Linked DNA regions of Mus musculus: regions 1 and 3 are each linked to region 2. The links are chromatin contacts, called in public Hi-C maps. All regions are on one chromosome and are shown on one strand. Each heading gives the region's core, a stretch centred on a gene start, on an enhancer-like site or on the middle of the called end of the contact. The rest is flanking DNA. Distances are from core to core; before and after follow the strand shown. Region 1 overlaps Prkcb (protein kinase C, beta). Region 2 overlaps Prkcb (protein kinase C, beta). Region 3 overlaps Prkcb (protein kinase C, beta).

Region 1 (4,647 bases), core at 595-3,094, 150 kb before region 2:
ACCTACCTACTACTACTACTACTACACACACACACACACACACACACACACACACACACACACACACACACACAAGAACCATATTGTTAGAGAATGATGTGCAAAGGAGAGGGGAACGTGGGGTCAAGGATTTGTTGTAAGAACTTGTGGTACCTCCGTTATGCATAGAGCTGTGACAAGTGTCTGTTGTCAGAGGGACAGGGTTGCCTTGCTGAGCAGAAGTGGGAAAAGGTGGAGAAAAACTCTCAAATTTTGTTTGTTAGACAATTAACTTTCTTACTGCTTGAGTCATTTCAAGATAAGTCATTTCTGTCACTTGCAGCTGAATGCAATACCTCTCCTGAAATTTCGGATGGCTGCCACAATATAATAGGAGTGGTTTTTCCTCTCCGCATGTCTCGCTTGATTAACTGTCCCTTGGAGTTGAGTTATCCCTCCTTAGATGTTTTTCATACATCAAGTAATTTAAGACTGTACACTGGACATTGTGAATATTATGTTGTGGGAACTATGGATTTTGTTGTTTTTAAATAAATCAGGTCATTGGCTTGGCTAGTTTGTCGTCTGTGAACATCGGCTCAGATGCCAGCTCTGTTCTGAGTTTTATCCTTGTCTTCTTCAAGGCTGCCTAATGCACACCCAGTTCCTGAGTTCATTAGAGTCTTGGACAGGATTGCACACAGACTGTAATTGTAATGCTCTTCTTTTGGTGGTACTTTTGAAGTAATTATTACCTATCTCTTAGTTATCTATTAATTATCTACTAGCTCCCTAGTAACTATCTAGCAGCTCTTGGTGACCTGGAATCTGTCTTTTTGATATGCACTCCAGAACTTAAAAAAAAAAAATGTGTGTTTGTGTGGTGCGTGTGTGCATTCACGTATGTGTATTATGTAATGTGTGTGTGTGTGTGTGTGTGTGGATGCCAGAGGATAACGTCAGGTTTCATTTCTCAGGTGATGTCTACTTTGTTTTTAGAGACAGAGTCTCTCACTGGCTTGGACCTTTCCATGTAGCCTAAGTTGGCTGGCCAGTGAGCCCAGGACCTGCCTCCTCAGGGCTGCGCACCCGCAAGCCTGGCTTTTACGTGAGTGTGGAGATCAAGCTCCGTCCTCAAGCCTGGGTGCTACACACTTTACTGAGTGAGCCGTCTCCTCTGCCTAGATTTTTTTGTTGTTGTTGTTTCATTTTTATCTTTTAAATTTGGAGCTTTAACTGCCGACGCAGTCTGTTTTAAGGGCAAAAACTGTAAAACTGTCACTCCCTCCTTTCAAGTTGCTATGTGCCCATCAGAATCTGCTTTCATTTGCTTTGACTTAAAAAAAAATGCCCACAGTTTATGTTTGCTCTCCACAGAGAGACTGGATCTGGCTGAATCTTGCTTGACCGTACAAGAAACAAGCTCTTTCTTGGGGAAATTGACACCCAGGTGGTTAAGTCGTTCCCCACGCCACGAAGCTGGTAAATGGGGCCTCTGCTCAGGGTCTCTGACAGCAGACACACACTTGAGAGTTGAAGGTCGATTGGGCTCAGTCTCATTTGGGAAGTGCCCCCTCCGTGAATGGTAGCAGCCCACGGCCCAGGTGGGTGGCTTCACGGTGGACTTCTTTCCAGTGAGAACTGCTGGTCGGGTTCCTTTACTGAATAAAGGTTGCTCGCAGTGAGCAATATTCCAGAAAGAAATTGTGCACAGAGACCTGCTGTCAGCACCAATTAGACCAATAATAACCAGACTGGTTATTATTTATCTGACAGCGTTTTCACCAAAGTAAAAGGCAGTAGTAAGCTGTGGTTAGCAGGAGGAAGTTCAGAGTTCAGTTCCCACCCCCACCTTTTTTAAAATAAAAGAGGAAGTTACAGGACTTATTTCTGTATCAGCCAGTTACTAATAGAGAGTATTGTCACAGCTAAGGTCAAGTATGGGGTAAAAATGTCCTTTCTCACTGAAGGACCACAGGCATGGGAATTGTAACTTGCGAGGAGCCCACAAAGTCACAGCAAAGAATCCTGGTCAAATCTTAAGCTTGTCTGCTCACTGGGAGCAGGAGTGGACATTTCTCATCCCCTCTCCTCATCTGCCATCTCTGTCAGTAAGCTGCACCTCCTGCCGGGCACTCTGTCAGGTTTCTGGTGCTATTTCGGGAGGTCTTCTCATTTTCCAGGTTATAAAATATTCATGGAGCCTCATTAGGAAAGCACCTACTGTGTGCCAGATCCTGGAGCCACTTCAGTGAGCAAGTGAGGTAAAGTCCAGGTCTCTTACGTAACTTCCGTTCCAGGTGAGACTAGACAGTAAACGAACAAGCAATCACCAAGGTAACTCACAAAGCCATCGCTGTAGATCGTGAGAAGTTCAGGGGGGCTGGGGGGGGGGGGAAGAAAAGGCTCTACGAGCAGACCCTGTATTTCTGGTGACAATGAGCGAATAGAAAACATTAGGGCAGAGTCCTCTCTAGTCCTCCATCTCTAGTGGAGGGGGATGGGGCATGTCTTATGACTTGTGTCTCTGAGATTTCTTAGTGTAAGAAACAGCATATGGCTTAGAATAGCCTTTGGAGTGTGTGTGTGTGTGTGTAGTTTTGCTATATAGCTCAGGCTAGATTTGAACCTCCTCCCATTCTCCCATCCTTCTCTTCCACCTCCTGGAGGTGTGCTCCACCACACCCAGCCCAGCTCAGTAATGGGCTCTTGGTGGCATGGGTATTTCTTCATCTGGTGGCCGTCGGTGGTCAGTTGCTCCCTCTGTGGACATAGGTAGGTCTGATTCTATACATGTGGATATGGATTCTGCCCTTGAGATTAGAAGGAGCCGAGTAAAGGTTCTGGAAGGGTGGTTTATGCTTCCAGTAAAGAAGAAACCGTCTAGTCATGCTGGCATATGTTTTAAACATTGTATCATATTTCGTCGCTTCCCCCTTTCTTTCTGAGTTGAGAACCTCAGTCCTGGTTCCCTGGTTTATGTTGGAGCCTGGAGCTCCCTCTTCCTCCACCCCTAAGGCCTTTGCCTCTGTTCACCCCCTACTGAAACTGGGTAAGAGCGTAGTTAACGTCAGTGGCTGTAAATCACCTACATTAAAAATGTTAATTATCACCACCAGGAAAGGGCTTAACCTCTCCAGGCCATTAGAACAGCCTCAAGCCAAATGTGGCACACAGTTTTCTTGGAGGAGAGAGAAATCACCTAGGGGTTCATGGGGTCAGTGGGGGAGTGGGACCTGCCTCAGGTCTGTAATCATGGCCACGTTCATTCATGATACTAGAGTTAACTGGACTTTGTGACCAACCATGGGTGAGTTGTCTTGCTGTAGTTAAAAAAAAAAGTTTGTGAAAGATGCAAAAGTATCAGCTAATTAAAATAAATTACACACCATGGCTAAGAAGAAAGACCCTTTTACTGGCTCTTCTGATGCCCTCTCTACTGCCAGAAGCCACGTGTGGGTAAACTGTCTCTGTTGCGTTCTTCAGAGTGGCTCTCTCCAGCATAGGGCCCCACTTGGTGCAGGCACATTTATGGTCCGTTCTAGAATTACACATATGTCTCACACATATGTAAGTGTTTTTCTAGTTCCTGAAAATGATTTGGCCATGGGCTATCGTGATTCAGCTTTTAATAGATTTTTGCCAAATGTTCTTCATAGTGGTTGGGCCGCTGTCCCCTCACACCAACAGCACGTGCACGCTCCCGTGTCCCCGTGCCTTTCCAAGATTCTGACATTATCAGACTTTCATAGTTCTGCCAATATAAAGGAAAAGGGCGGTAGGGGGGGTGCCAGGCATTTAATGTTAGAGAGCAGTTGCCTTGGCTGGCAATGAGCTGAGCCTCCGCCTCTCCCTGCAGTTTCTTCTTGTTCTCCCAGCAGGTTTTGTTATCTGAGAGGCAAGGGCTCTACCACTGGGCTGTACCCCAGCCCTCCTTGTTGGTTATTTGTGTTTGTCCTGGTTTATTTTCACCAGCTCTGGTGCCTGGAGGGACAGAGTCCCTTCCTGTTGGCTTAGCTTGGGAAGGTTCACAAAGCGTTGGTCCCGCTTTCAAGATGAGAAAATAGAGGCTCAGTGGGGCATTCTACCTTGTGCAGTCAAGGGCTGACTCTGAAAGCCTGAAGAGACATAACCACATAGCAAGCTGCTCCAAAACACAGGGCGACTGTCACTGTTAGCCTTTCGCTGGGAGCCAGACGCTCAGCTCTCTAGAGAGCGGTCTGTTTAATTATTCATCCCATTTTCAAGTAATTGATGACACGCCCTCCAGCAGGAGGGTGGACTGAACTTCATTGCTAAAAGCACCCTCTACACATAAAATGGGGATGCATCTTGAAAAGGGTACCTACCTACCCTTCTGGGCTTGCCTTTTGAGGGTCTCCCTTGTACATGGACAGAGCCTTTTGCTGGAATAACCTGTGGTCCAAGGGTCAGGGAAGCCAACATTGCTGTGATCCACATACATTTATCATTTTTAGAAATTGCTATGTAACTACACGTCTTTGGGCTTTCAGAGTCAGCCCTTGACTGCACAAGGCGGAATGCTTAATCCCATTGAGCTTGTGTTTTCTCACTTTGAAAGTGGGACTGATAGACCAACACTCCGTGAGCCTTCCAAAGCTAGACCAACAGGAAGAGACTGTCACTCCAGGCACTGGAGCAGCACAA
Region 2 (4,548 bases), core at 186-2,685:
CCAACCTGAACCAGCCTGAGCCATTCCTCCCTTCCCTCTCTCTGCCCTCACAGCCTGTATGATGAACGTGCACAAGCGCTGCGTGATGAACGTCCCCAGCCTCTGCGGCACTGACCACACGGAACGCCGCGGCCGCATCTATATCCAGGCCCACATCGACAGAGAGGTTCTCATTGTTGTTGGTAGGTGGCCCCGAGGCTCCTGCATCGGGAGGTGCCCGAGCTTCAGGGTTCCAGAGTTCCGTGAACATGTGAGGGGGTGGGGGTGGGGTGGGAAGGGGTGAGGGGGTGGGAGGTGGGTGGGTGGGGGTGGGGATAGTGCCCAGGCAGGTCACAGGTGCACGGAGGGGCATAATGTGCATAATGTGGCTGCTTTGCTCCTGCCTCCAGTGTGGCCCTTCTCCACAGTGAAGTCCTCAGACTGTGGAACCTCAAAGCCACCTTCTCAGCACTTTGAGGTGGCTTCAGCTGCCTAAAGGGCAGCTGAGCCTTCCAGGCTTCATTCTAAAAACAAAATGTGAAATTGAAATTATAATAATTGTATTTATTTGTGGCCACAGTATATCTGACACATGTACAATATGTGACCATCAAGTCAAGGTAACCTTCATGTATCTCTGGGCCACCTGAGCCCTCCATTCGCCCTTCTTTAAAACAACAACAACAATAGCAGCAACAAAGAATGTGTAATTAAAATACAGTAATAGTATACATTTGTGGACGTGGTATATTTTGACACATGTGCAAATCATAATGACCAAATCAAGATAATTTTCACATATGTCTGCACTGCTCAGACACCTATGGTTTCCTTGTATTGAGGATACTGAAAGGACTTATAATTTCACAGAATCTTCTTCCTGCCTCCTATCTGTTCTCTCCGCGTCTCCTGGAACGTGAAGTGCCTGTGCCCTTTTTCAGATAACAGAGAAGGCATCCTTGCTTCCTCCCCAGACTTTTCCAATGGGAACATAGAGTCTTGATGACCAACACCAAATTTGGAAGAATTTATGTCTTAAAGAGGGAGGGAGGGGGTATGCAGGCCAGAGAACTATCCGGGGCCTCCAAAATTTATTTTAACCTGTTGGGAGCTATGCCAATCACTATAATATTCTGCATACTTGTTTTGTGTCTGAACTGAGAAAACACAGCAATTTGCCTAGGAGAGGAGACACACAAAGGGCAGAAAGAAGGGCCTATCTGCTTTTCTGTGGTGAGCATCTGTGATACTCAGAGAATAGGAATTCACCTGTGCTGGACTGGCAGAGACTTACCCGTTCCTCACGGCAAAACCAGTACAAAAAAACTAGACACAATGGTGTGGGGATTTGAAGGAACCGTTTCTTCCAGGCTTGCGACACAAACTCTGTAGACTTACGTAACTAATTTGTATATACAAGGCCTCACCATTTCATCACGGAAGGAGTCGGTTTTGTTAAGTTGGCCAATTTCTGAGGCCCCAGAAGGGTTTAGTAGCACTGACCTGCTGAGCCCTAATGTGGTCAGAGTTTGCTTAAACCATATAAAAGTTAAAAACTATAACTCCTTTTTGAAAGGGCCGTTTCAGAAACCTGGTGAGTTCTTAGAGAAGATGGCTTCATCAAGAGGCTTTTCCTTCAAGGACAGGCCAAGGGAGGAGGCAGCTGTCTCCCAGAGAGGTGCTTGTGGGGTAGGAGTGGGACAACAGAGAATCTTAGGGTAACAAGTTCAAGGAAAGCCTGCCCTATCCCTCACCATTGACTTGAGCCTTCAGTGCCTGAGGGACAAAAACTGAGGCTCTGCTGCCACCTAGTGGTTGAAAACGGTTGCCATGGGCAGTCACATTTACAGAGTGTATTTAGAGCCACAGGACCATCTTGCCTGATAAGTTCATTTTAGGAATGTGATCTAGGGAAGTGAGCATTATCCTGGTACCCATCCTGAAACAGGTTCATCAGGTGCTCAGTTCCCCAGCTAGGTCCAACTGACTTGAAAGCACTCTCCTATACACACCAAGTTACTGTTTTAGCTTAGCTTCGTCTCGTTGCTTAGTTTCCCATTTATTTCCTTTTCTAGTTTAGCAGCAGTAGCTCTTAGGGGAATCCACTCGGAGTCTTTGATGATTTGAGGGCACAGGAGTCTTTTGAGCTCAAGGTCAGGTATTCTGCATAATTGTACTAATGTCTCTCAGGCTGTCCTGGGACACATCTGTGATATCTGTTGCTATAGCAACAAAGTACCATGGACTTTGATTCTTGCAGAGTCCTGAAGGTCTAGGTCAGTAGTGTTATTCCCTGTGCTGGGCTCCAAGGGACTCTGATCTATACTTCTGCTGGTTGCTGACAGTCTTTGGGGTTCTGTGACTCTAATGTGTATGTGTTCTTTGCTGTACGTCTGCTAAATTAGGATGCCAACCATTGGATTGTGGCCCACCTTAACCTACTATGACCTGATCCTCACTTGAGCACAACCATAAGGACTTTATGTCCATATAAGGTCATGGTCACAGGTGGCAGGATGCAGGTTTGAACTTAGGATTTGGGGGGGGGGTCACAATTCAACTCAATAATGGAAGGTAGAAAAGTTGAGGCCCCCTTAAAGTTCAGAATAGAATTTTCCATCCTTAGGGTCCCGCAAACTTTAATTATAAAGCTGCAAGCATTTTAGTAGTGTCTGTGAGATTGCTCAATGGACTAATGCTGTTGCCTTCACAGGCCAAGAGAGACTAAGACTTGGCAAAGCTTAACCAAGATCAGAGACAGAGCAGAGATTCCCATCTGGGCCACCGTGTCACTACACCTTGCTAATAACTCCTTCACAATTCAGGCATAGGCTGTGCTTAGCATAACCTTATTTATTGATTCTAATAAGAGACTTAAAGGTTGCCTGGGGCCTTCTCAGAAGTTCTGCACCAGAAGTGGCCTTGTGTTTTACCTCACACAAACCCTAGACGCACTTGTGGGGTTAGAACTTTCTACTGGCCACCAGCCTGGGACACCGTTGTCAGACCTGGGTCTCATATGCTGTGCATAAATCCAGCCCTTCCCTGGGCAGAAGGGCGTCTATCTTCCCCACTGCTGAAACCCAAGTTGTCTCTTCACTCCCGTGGCTCTTGTAGGCCATGATCAGAATGGCCAATTCTTCTGAACCCATCAGTGGGGTTCCTCACATCCTCAGGTCACTTAGATCAGACACAGTAGGGCCACTATCCATCCATACTCTCTCCAGGAATTCTCTAGAAGGTGGCCCTGTGCAAGCTCATCTTTGCCATGTTTTCTGCTGGAGCTTAACTCCTTTGCAGAACTCACTAGATTCTCAGCCTTCACCTCCCCATGCCTTAGTCACACAGAGTATAGTGAACTTGAACTTGGATGGTTACAGTTTTGGGTTTGCCTTTCCACAGACATTAATTAGTCCCACAGGGGCAGAGTGGGTCTTTTTGGTTCATGACCTGTGCCTCCCAACCCCTGGTAAGTTTGGCATCACTGCACATTTGTGGAATCAGAATACAATAAAAGATCCTGTTAGACCTGAGACCTCCAGGTACCTTCTGAGGTTAGAATCAGCAGAGATTCTATCTCACAGTATTATTGTTATAAGAAAGTTGATTACACACACAATCTTTAATATCTCATCCAATGCCAACAGTAAGTCATCATGGGACCAGGATGCACCCTTTGGACCCATGACCTCCTTGTTCTCTGGATGATACAGAGCAGTGGTACTTTTAGAAACATAGGAAGCCATGTTGACATACTATGCCTAGTGACCTTATGGGAGAAGGTAACACCATGTCATAACACTAGATCACGGTCATACAATGAGCCAGAAGTCAAAATTCTGAGTCCTTGTGCATATAACAATATATTATTCAACCGATTTTGATTCATTATCATCCTATCAACAGAAAATCTGACATTCCAATCTCATACATTATGGCTATATTCTTTCTAAATTTAAATTTTAGGTTAGTATACAAAGTGATGGTTTGCATTAACAACAGCCACATCTTTTTAGATCTGAGGATTTCTTACATGCATATAACGTATTTTGATTAAATCTACCCCTTTCCCACCCCTCCCATTCTTCCCCCTTCCACCTTTTTTCTTCCCAACTTTAGATGCTCTTAAGAAATAAATGAAAAGAAACCACTTGGTCCTCTTAGTGCTGCCTGGATTCTCATGGGTGTAGGGCCACCTCCCTGAAGAAAATTGACTGTCCCTCTGCCACAGCCATCAAGTGCCAGTGACTCTTCAGCTGGAGGTGGAGTTTAATGAACCCTTCTGTCTGACTTCCATGCTGGAGTTTCGGCTGACTTGATCCTGTGCATATAATCATATGTCATTCTCACAGATGTTATTTTGATGCAGATGTCCACTACTTTTTGGGTCTTGTAGCTTTTCTCCCCTCATCTGCAATGATTCCTGTGTTCTGGGGGAAGGGACTGTGATATAGACATCATTTAGATCCGAGCACTCCACAGTCTTTCATTCTTTGCATGATGACCAGTCTTGGGTCTCTGTATTTGTTAGTTAGGATTTTACTGCTGTGAATAGACACCATGACCAAG
Region 3 (4,200 bases), core at 111-2,610, 130 kb before region 2:
AGATCTAGACTGTGTAAGTCACCGACGTAAGGTTCCAGAAGGGATTTGAGCCATAATCTGACTCAGATATTAGGCCATTCTCAAGACACAGCATTCATGTCCCATACTCAGGTCATTTCTGTATAAACAAATCTCATGGGAAATCCTGTGGATTCCCCACAACATGGGCATGTGAATATTCAGCTAGTATTTTCATAGATTTACATGTTTTGTTTCTAAAGCAGATCAGCCTTGACTTCCTCTCTGTTGCTCTTTTAAAATTTCCCTTTGTGAACATTAATACTTCATTGTATAGAAAGCTAGAGTTCTCTTGGTTTTCCCTTGCAGGATTCCTGGGCAGCCGCTGTATCTGGAGGAGCCTGGGCACTTGTCTGTCTCTTGTTCTTGTGGGATATCTTAGAAGCCCTCTGTCCATGGTGCCATTTATTTCTCCAGCAAATATTAATAACTGACTGTCTGTAATGGAGTAAGGATTAGGTACAGGGGCCTTCGTGGTTGGGCAGGCTTGGATTTGAATTTCAAATCCACTTGATAGATGACCTTGGATAAGTCATTCAATCTCTCTAGACTTAAGCAGCCAATCAAAGAGAATGTCTACCTTTCAGGACTTACTGTGAAGATCACGTGATATAGAACACGTGAAGTGTGACTCCACGGAGCCAATAATAAAAATAAAAACAAAACAACAAGTGATTCTTTCAGTAGACCTACTGTGTGCCAGGCAGTAACCAAACGATGCCAAGTTTCCTTCACCTTTTCTCATTATTTTCCTCTTCTTTCTCTTCTTCTGTTCCTCCCTCCAGAGTTCTCTCCCTTCCTTTGTAGCCTCCTAGTCTCAGATTCTCCATTGTCTTGCCTCAGCCTCCCAGGCACTGCAGGACAGACTCCTATTTCTTTAGGAATGTAATTCACTGATTATTATCAACATTACTACTAACTTAACCCATTTTGGATTTCTTATGCAGTTGGGAGATGGTCTTCTTTGTACCCTCTGCAGCCCCTCTGGCCCACAGTTCCTGAAGACAGCTGCATTGGATATGCAGTTAATGGAAATTCGTGCTGAGAAATATACAGATATATGACACCAGGGGAAAGAATTTCTTTCTGTTGAGACTTGACTCGAATCTCAGCAATCATACAGGACCCAGGGTGTTCGTCTAAAGCTCCACTTCTCATTCCAAGATCCAGCTTTCTCATGAGCACATCTCTCGCTCCTACACTTGACTACAGTCATCTGGCTTGCTCTACTCTCTTTTCTTTTTCCCTTTAGGCTGTTTCTCTTCCTGTTTCCATGTCCCAACCTGACCATGGCAAAGCATAGCTAAAGAAGGTTGTGTGTCCTTATTAATGAATTAATACTTTTGCTGGGTTGAGCTAGCCTTCTGGGACAGGTCCTGTGTCAGAGTGGGTTTTTCTAGGTGTGAGGTCATGGGGGTACTTGATGAAGCAGTGTGTAGCCTGGCCTTGGCTGAAGGCAGTTCTGTGAACCCTCTTCCAGTGTCTCTGTGAATTGGGAGGTAGTTGTCTTCTGGGAGATGGGGAGTTGGTGGGCATGCTCCCGTGAGCCAGATTAGGGCCAGGCTGGGGTATGGGCTGCACGGGGATTGATCACTCAGGGTCTCTTCCCTTGCTTCCTTTCTGTGTTCTCTTCATCCAGGAAGCTGAGTCTGTTGATAGTCAGATAATAGCTTTGTGACCATTTCCCACTTTAAGCATTAGCTAGTGCCAAGGAAGAGGAAACCCTCAAAGCCAGCTGCCTCTGACTCAGACACCATTGGTTTTTTGCCATAACCACCACGTGGCTGCCTTCTTCCAGCCATAGTCTGATTTTTCTCTACCACAACCTGTCTGGGCTGCCCTGAGCTGGCTTGGGTTTGATTGTTTTTGTCAAGATGGAGTTACTTTTTGCCACCTCAAGAAGGGAACCCCTTCTTTGGCGAGAGAGAAATTGAGATTATTCGGTGTCTGGGAGGGTCTTACTGGAGACCATACTTCATGTCTGATGAAGGGCCCTGGCCTTGTGCTCAGAACCTTGTGACAGCTTTTCTGTACCAGGGGCTCTGGAGACTCTCAAAGGCTGGTGGGGTGAATGTGATCTCTGTAAGAGTGTGAGCCCTTCTACCAAAAGAGCAAGATGGCTGGCCATATACCCTTCCTTCCTTCCTTCCTTCCTTCCTTCCTTCCTTCCTTCCTTCCTTCCTTCCTTCCTTCCTTCCTCTTCCCCACCACATTTAATACAGTATAATGATGAGGAGTATAGATGAATCCTGCCTTGGTGTGAACCCCAGCTCTACCTCTCACTGGTGTATGTAGTCTTAGTTAAGTTTATAACCCTTTCCTTGCCTCAGCTGTAAATAAGATGTTGAGGAATAATAACAGAGCATGCTTTATAGAATTATGTGTTCCCTGTTCTCCAGTTCCTTTCCTGCTGAGCATGTTAATAAATATTATTTTTAGAAATAATAAAATATGTAAACAAGAGACAGGGTCCCTCCTGGGCATCTTCCAAGGGACTCTACCCCATTTCCCTATGTTGAGCAAACCTGAAGGTGGTGTCAGGCTTTGTCAGGGGTCATTGTGTTTATGATGGTGATTTTTGAGACACAGTCATACTATATAGCCTGGGGTGACCTTGAATTTGAGGTCTTCCTGTTATGGTCTTCTAAGTATTATAAGTTCACATGTGTACCACCACATCCAGCTGTGATTATTAAAACAATCTCTGTGGACTGGAAAGATAGTTCAGTGTTTAAGGGTACTGGCTGCCCTTCCAGAGGATCTGGGTTCAATCCCCAATACCGCATGTGGGTCATGTCTGTAACTTCAGTGCCAAAAACATCCAACACCCTCTTCTTTTCTAGTTCAACAAAGAAAGACAAAGTAAGAGCTTTTAATGAAGAGACTCAGTCAGGGGCTGAAAAGATGGCTCAGTGGTTAAGAGCACTGACTGCTCTTCAAGAGGACTTGGGTTCAATTCTTAGTACCCATGTGGTGGCTCACAGCTGTCCATAATTCTAGTTTCTGGAGATCTGATGCTTTCTTCTAGCCTTCATGGGCATGAGCACACAAGTGATGCAAAGATATGGAGATGTGGAGGCTAAATATCCATACACATAAAATAAAATGTGAAAGGTATGGAGACATGGGGGTGAGAGACAGACAGACAGACAGATACTCAGAGAGAGAGAGAGAGAGACAGAGACAGAGACAGAGACAGACACACACGCACACGCACACACACACACACACACACACACACACACACACACACACAGAGAGAGAGAGAGAGAGAGAGAGAGAGAGAGAGAGAGCCACAGAGAAAGTCAGCTTTAGTGATTTCAGCACTAAATCCCATGCTTAGTTTCCTAGGGGCTGTGTTGCTAAGCATTTCATGAGGCTATTGGTAGAAGATACCTATCACAGTGACCCAGGGAGGGGTCTTCTACTGAAGGCAGAAGCAGAGTTTGCAGGCTTGGGCCAGAAGGAAATTTGTTAGTGTTTAGCTTGGCTGGCAGCCCACAATCCACCTTCTCATGTAGTCAGAAGTCTTCCCAGTGTAATGTGTGAAAACCCATAGCCCCCTGCCCACGGCCTCCCAGAGCTGTATTCACCAACAGCTCAGAAGTGTGTACAAATTGGGAGACGGCTGTATCCCACATCTCACCATGACATTTGCTGAAACAAATGCCTGTTAATAAATGGCATGAGTCCCTTGGTCTCAGTGATAAAGATGTACCTGTTACTGGGAGCCCTTGAGAGGAGACCTTTGTTGAAGGCCTCAACACTCATTTTAATTGGTGCTAGACAGATGTGTTGGGAAAGCTCACCCCCCCTACACACACACCATTCATCTCAGTAAGTATGTTGTGAAATAACACCCCTTGCCCTTCTGTGCCTGGACTTTAAGGGCTGATGACATGGTTGGTTTAAAGCTCTGTTGCTTCAGGATGCGAAGTCAGCTGATGTGGATTAAATCGTTTTAAGGTCATGAGCTTTAACTCTTGCTTCAGTGATTCTTAAACCTCACTGTGCAAAAGCCCCAGAGCTTTTATCTCCAGGGATTGAGCATATTATTTCCAAGACGACTTTATTTCTATTTCATATTAATCAGAAGGTAGGATGCACAGTGGCCTTGTGAAAAGTTAAACAACTTGCTTTCCCATTTCATGTGAAGTGAGGAGGCCCTCGCTCTTACGGCTT

The links. A called contact is a pair of places that touch in the nucleus more often than the background predicts.
Region 1: a contact with region 2 is called in a Hi-C map of bone marrow-derived macrophages, with 35 read pairs. The contact joins two enhancer-like sites. A contact is called at or near these places in 1 of 15 datasets of contacts at CTCF or cohesin (large pre-B cells), 14 of 484 Hi-C or Micro-C datasets (B cells, the CH12 cell line, DN3 thymocytes and 7 more) and 4 of 115 datasets of contacts at active chromatin or transcription factors (T-cell acute lymphoblastic leukemia, acute myeloid leukemia, bone marrow-derived dendritic cells and 1 more).
Region 3: a contact with region 2 is called in a Hi-C map of bone marrow-derived macrophages, with 39 read pairs. The contact joins two enhancer-like sites. A contact is called at or near these places in 1 of 15 datasets of contacts at CTCF or cohesin (pro-B cells), 16 of 484 Hi-C or Micro-C datasets (B cells, the HL-1 cell line, bone marrow-derived macrophages and 9 more) and 5 of 115 datasets of contacts at active chromatin or transcription factors (T-cell acute lymphoblastic leukemia, bone marrow-derived dendritic cells, double positive thymocytes and 2 more).

The regions. Positions count from the first base shown.
Region 1 is chr7:122,308,562-122,313,208 of GRCm38.p6, forward strand. The region is part of intron 2 of Prkcb (protein kinase C, beta); the gene reads left to right. Among named protein-coding and RNA genes, the nearest start is that of Gm51497, 15 kb to the left of the region's middle. Within about 2 kb of position 1,845, at least 82 of the 459 cell types and tissues checked have an H3K27ac peak or open chromatin away from gene starts, as enhancers often do. A contact at or near this core is called in acute myeloid leukemia, bone marrow-derived dendritic cells, bone marrow-derived macrophages and 1 more, where this site is marked.
Region 2 is chr7:122,457,991-122,462,538 of GRCm38.p6, forward strand. Prkcb (protein kinase C, beta) reads left to right here. Exons shown (of 17, transcript NM_008855.2): 5 at 54-182. Among named protein-coding and RNA genes, the nearest start is that of Gm51497, 160 kb to the left of the region's middle. Within about 2 kb of position 1,436, at least 36 of the 459 cell types and tissues checked have an H3K27ac peak or open chromatin away from gene starts, as enhancers often do. A contact at or near this core is called in acute myeloid leukemia, bone marrow-derived dendritic cells, bone marrow-derived macrophages and 1 more, where this site is marked.
Region 3 is chr7:122,328,016-122,332,215 of GRCm38.p6, forward strand. The region is part of intron 2 of Prkcb (protein kinase C, beta); the gene reads left to right. Among named protein-coding and RNA genes, the nearest start is that of Gm51497, 34 kb to the left of the region's middle. Within about 2 kb of position 1,361, at least 29 of the 459 cell types and tissues checked have an H3K27ac peak or open chromatin away from gene starts, as enhancers often do. A contact at or near this core is called in bone marrow-derived macrophages, where this site is marked.